2 separate regions of the Hordeum vulgare genome follow, and region 1 is linked to region 2. Evidence: chromatin contacts called from public Hi-C data. All regions are on one chromosome and are shown on one strand. The core of a region is the stretch at or near the end of the contact, and the rest is flanking DNA. Distances in the headings are between cores, read along the strand shown. Region 1 holds the start of LOC123444485 (glutathione S-transferase 1-like). Region 2 holds the start of LOC123444483 (LRR receptor kinase SERK2).

Region 1 (2,700 bases), core at 137-2,636, 140 kb before region 2:
CATCAACCGCGTTCACTAACGCTTCTGCTGTACGATCTACAAGGGTACGTAGATCACTCATCCCCTCTCGTAGATGGACATCACCATGATAGGTCTTCGTGCGTGTAGGAAATTTTTTGTTTCCCATGCGACGGTCCCCAACACTATCTATATGTATGCATTCAAAAAATAACAACAAGAAAAAGTTGGCGATTATTTTTACCTTTGGGGCATTTCCTCAAACACATTGTGCGCGTCGGCCGCCGGCTCAACAAGTGAGCTCATCGGTGCTTCGGTAGCCGCCGCGGCCGTCGCTCGCCCTGCAAGTTACGACTTGGAGGAGCCGGAGCCGTCCGTTGCCTTGTTCTTCTTCGCGGAAACCTTGCCCTTCTTCGGTCGCGCCGCATTTGGGCGCTTCGAGAGGGGGGCACGTGGCTTCACGATGGGCGCCGGCGCGAGGCCACCCGCCACCGAGGTCATCCGTGGCGTCATGAAAAGGCCGCGCGCGACGCCGGTGCTTGGAGGAGCACCTGCGAAGGCGAAGCCAAAGCTCCCCGCGCTAGGGTTTGCGGCGGCGGCGACGGCCGCGGAGGGGTCGCGGGTGTAGGAAGGGGTGAGGGGGTGCCGGCGAGGGCGTCCATCGGGTCAGTTCGCCGGCGGCGGCGCGGGGTGGGGCGAAGGTGGCATGGTGGAGAGAGTGCAGCGCGAGCGCTCGAGTGTGCGGCGCACGGTAGTGGACGCACCAAATACACGGCGCGCGATGGCGATTCGGACAGCACGTTGTACTCTATATGTCGTGCACGCGTTTATCGCTCGTCCGCTGAAGCCCATTTTGCTATTTTGCGCGCGCTAAAAAAGTTAATTTTACAGCGCGGCGTTGTTTTAGCGCGGCTGTTGGAGACGCTCTAATACCTCGAAGAAGCTTATAAAGATAGGCGTGCGTGTGTATTTTCATAATTGTATGTGATCATCTTCGTTTGAACGCGCCTCTCAAAGGAAAAAAAATGATTGTACGTGTCCAAAAAAGAAAAAAGAACGCGCATCTAGAAAATAAACATATGTAAAAACAAGGAAGTAAACGAAGCAGAGATTGTTCGAAATAAATTTAAATTTCAGCCCCTTGGAAGCGGAGTACTGCATTGCGAGTACTAGAGGCCTAATTGCTACAGTAACGAAGCTTCATCCGAAGAAGCTAAAGTCAATCAATCATCAAAACTAAAAGTGCTGGAGAAAGGAAATGCGCGGATCTCGATGCGCCGCTGGCGCACTACCCACCGTGATCACTTGCGTCGGTCGCCAATCCGAAAAGAATATCTATATAGGAGTATATCAGAAAAACAGAATAGAGTGGAGCACTAGAAAAAGCTCGTGCAAAAACAAGGACGAGTAGTAGTACTACTCGAAATGGTTGAAGAAACGGAAGCCCCTAGAAGCGCGGGGCCCATTGACCAGCCGCACCCTCCACCACACCTCACCTACCCGCTCCCTCTCCCACTCCACCTGCTCCATCGGAAGGGAGCAGCAGTGAGGCTCCATTGCCTATTTAGCCGAGACCCCGAGCGCGGTCATTTCCCCATCCCGTCCCGTCCCATCCCATCCCATCCGAGAAGAAGAGATAGAAAAAAAAAGGTTCGAGGGCGTTGCGGAGTGAGAAGAGACGAGATGGCTCCGGTGAAGCTGTACGGCGCGACCCTGTCGTGGAACGTCACCAGGTGCGTGGCGGCGCTGGAGGAGGCCGGCGTCGAGTACGAGCTCGTCCCCATCAACTTCAGCACCGGCGAGCACAAGAGCCCCGACCACCTCGCCAGGAACGTACGTGCCCTACCATGCCCTCCCCCCCTCTTGAATTTACCATCCGTGTCGATAGTTCGGCGGCCCTGCGCCGTCTGCTTGCCTCTAATCTCACGAGATGATGACGTCGATTCGTTCGGTCCGTCGCTGCCATCGGCGGAGCAAAAAGTCAGCCGACTCCCGCCGTGGGGGGTCGCTTCCATGTCTCCATCACTGTTTATTTTAGCGGGGGCCGGAGAGATGTCGCTGTCGCTCTCGTATAATCTAGCAGTACTGGTATCACGATTGAGACCATGGTCCGATGGGGCGTTTACAGGTCGATGTTGGAGCAGATCCTAGGTTCAGATTGTACTTCGATGAGGACGATACAGGGCGAGTTTTTCCGCAGCTGGTCTCAGATTGGCGAACCATTTGGGCGTGGACCGCGTGGTGGACTAGATTAACTAACACCTCCGGCTCCGCTGCTCCCCAATCTTTTAGTCACTTGAATTTCGCCAACTTACACTGTAGGAAATTTATATTTTCACCACATCCACGTTCCTGCTCCGACGACCCACGCCACTGGTATGCCAAGTGTGTTATTTACATCTTCTCTTAAACCTTGTAAATGTAAATATTTTTGATTCATTATGGAAACTTGATCTGGATGTGCCATTTAGTTTGCTTGTTCATTGGTGCTTTGACAAGTTAATTTTGGAACAAATTGCAAGCTCAAGGAGGAATACAGTCAGCAAATCCCACGCCCTTCCTGCACCCAAGCACCGACAACGCCACCAACCACCCAGTTATATTACAATTGTGTCACTTTTTGCCAATAGATCTCCCCCCTAAACCTTGTACTAAAAACAAAATGATTTGGGTAAAATGTAAAAACTTGATCTAGATTGCCCTTTAATCATCTGCTAGTTCGATTAGAGATTTTATTTTGTA
Region 2 (2,700 bases), core at 11-2,510:
GGTTGGTGGAATAGTTTATGTTCAGATCCTTGATGCTACTCATTACCTCTCTGATCATGATTACGATTATGCTTTGTGAGTAGTTACTTTTGTTCCTGAGGACATGGGCTGAGTCATGCTAATAGTAGTCATGTGAATTTGGTATTCGTTCGGTATTTTGATATGTTTTATGTTGTCTTTTACTCTAGTGGTGTTATGTGAACGTCGACTTCATAACACTTCATCATATTTGGGCCTAGAGGAAGGCATTGGGGAGTAGTAAGTAGATGATGGGTTGCTAGAGTGACAGAAGCTTAAACCCCAGTCTATGCGTTGCTTCGTAAGGGGCTGATTTGGATCCACTAGTTTAATGTTATGGTTAGACGTTGTCTTAATTCTTCTTTCGTAGTTGCGGATGCTTGCGCGAGGGGTTAATCATAAGTGGGATGCTTGTCCAAATAAGGGCAGTACCGAAGCGCCGGTCCACCCACATATCAAACTATCAAAGTAACGAACGCGAATCATATGAACATGATGAAACTAGCATGACAGAAATTCCCGTGTGTCCTCGGAAGCGTTTTTCCTCTTATAAGACTTTGCTCAGGCTTGTCCCTTGCTAGAAAAGGGATTGGGCCACTTTGCTGCACCGTTGTTACTTTTGTTACTTGTTGCTTGCTATGAATCATCTCACCACACAATCACTTGTTACCGACAATTTCAGTGCGTGCAGATTTTACCTTGCTGAGAACCACTTGTCAGATTCTTCTTCTCTTCGTTGGGTTCGACACTCTTACTTATCGAAAGGACTACGATTGATCCCCTATACTTGTGGGTCATCAGTGTTTTTAAAAAAAAATTATGTACGGACATGAAATGAATCGGTCGTGCGTCCAACGCACCGTCGATTCAAATCTAAAACAAAACGGACACAAAAGGAGCGGCTGATCCAAACGAACAAAAAACGAACAACAAAACCGTTCGTTTGGGTCGGCACAGTTGATCTTACTCGTGGGGAAGTGTCAGCACAGGCGAGCCATGGACCGACGCCAAGCGAGGGTACGCGCAAAACGTGAACCAGGTAGGAACCGTCGGGACGCCATAGGTGACACTGGAAACTATAGGTGGGCACCATTTCCAAGTGGGCATCGAGCCAAGCCGAGCCAAGCATCAAGCCGAAGATAGCGCTGCCGCTTTCCCACTACGTCTCCTCGGCCCGCAAAAACGATCGTTTGCCTCGCCATCGCCGCACAGTAAACTGAACAGAAAACAGAACACGGGCAGAAAGGCGTGAGCTAACCGGAAAGCGACCTCGCAGGGACAGCGCATGGGGCTATAGCTAGCTAGCGGGGAGAATCTGCGGCGAGTCACGGAGAGGCACGCGGCGCACCGGCGTCCGAGCCCGAGCCCGAGAGCCAGCGACCCCAACCAATTCCGTCTTATCTCAAGGGATCGGAGGGCGGAAATGGAGAATCCACCAACCCAACCAAGTTGCGCCCCGCCTACTGCCTAAAATGGATTCACCAGCCGCGGCAGCGGTCCATTTCGGCGTCTGGGGGAGTCAACCGCTCGGGTCGTCCACCACCCACGTCTCCACCAGCGCACTGGCGGCGGCGGCGGTTGCGCAGGCGGGTACGGCCGCCTAGTTCCTTCAAGCGACCGAACCGAGAGAGCGCCTCCCTCCCGACCGCGACAGCTAGGGTCCCTAGCCTCCGCCGCGGCGCCCCCAGCCTGCGCTGCCCGTCCGCCAGTAGAGGAGCCCGGCAGCGCCTCCCTCCGTCGAGCAGCCGCTCCCACCTCCCTCCCTGGACCAGCCGCTCCCGCCTAGCAACGCCGCCGCCCGGAGCTACGCCGGCGACCAGTCCAGAGGCAGGTAGCCCCCCCCCCCCCCCCTTCCTCTTGCATACTCTGTGTTGTTCAGTTTTTTGTCCTTATTTCTGTGTTGGATGAGCACTTGCTGTAGATTTGGTACTGTGATAGTATAATTTTGATTATTCCTTGACGAGTACTTGCTGCATGATTTTTCCGGTGCATGCTCAAGTTTACATGTGAAAGGATTTTGCTTGATCAAGTGTTTGTGATAATGCTTCTACTGGCAAACTGTAGTTTGATTTTTCTTCTTCAGGTGAGCAAATGTATTGGTTTGAACATGTTATAGTATGACACTAGTCTAAGCAACTACCTTCATAGTGCAAAGGAACATAGAAGTAGTATCATATGTGGCATTTATTAGATTATAGACTCATTTTATGTTATCTTAGGGTAACATATTATGTTACTCTAAACACCTCTCTCCTCATTAACTACATGCCACATAAGCAAAGTTTTCTTGAAATGCGCTATGTTACTAGTTAAGTTACTCCCACTATGACCAGCCTTATCTGCACCGTCTTGACCTGAAATCAAAGCTTAGCAGCAACATGCAATTTGAGAGAGCAGGAGCTTTGTCTTGGTTATACTGGCCGAAATTGGGTAACATATTAGTACTAGTGTATTGTTGGCATGATAGATGTCCCAAATCTTGTTTATGATTGGGAATATAGTGGTACCGTTACGCTGTGTTGTTGATTCTAACAGTCAGATGTAAATTATTGGCGTTTAAAGTGATTGTTTCGCCTTTTGCATGCTAGCTGATTGATCTTCAGGTTCCACCTTTTGTGTTATGCCATGATAGACGTACAATTAACAAATGATTTGATTTGCTGCCCCATTTTCATTTTACAC

Evidence for each region. A called contact is a pair of places that touch in the nucleus more often than the background predicts.
Region 1: a Hi-C map of seedling shows a contact between it and region 2, with 6 times the contacts expected there. The contact joins the promoter of LOC123444485 here to the promoter of LOC123444483 in region 2. A contact is called at or near these places in 3 of 6 Hi-C or Micro-C datasets (leaf and seedling) and 1 of 1 datasets of contacts at active chromatin or transcription factors (embryo).

Annotation. Positions count from the first base shown.
Region 1 is chr3H:499,142,845-499,145,544 of MorexV3_pseudomolecules_assembly, reverse strand. LOC123444485 (glutathione S-transferase 1-like) reads left to right here and starts at 1,386. Exons shown (of 3, transcript XM_045121207.1): 1 at 1,386-1,791. The coding sequence starts at 1,642.
Region 2 is chr3H:499,002,432-499,005,131 of MorexV3_pseudomolecules_assembly, reverse strand. LOC123444483 (LRR receptor kinase SERK2) reads left to right here and starts at 1,260. Exons shown (of 13, transcript XM_045121206.1): 1 at 1,260-1,845.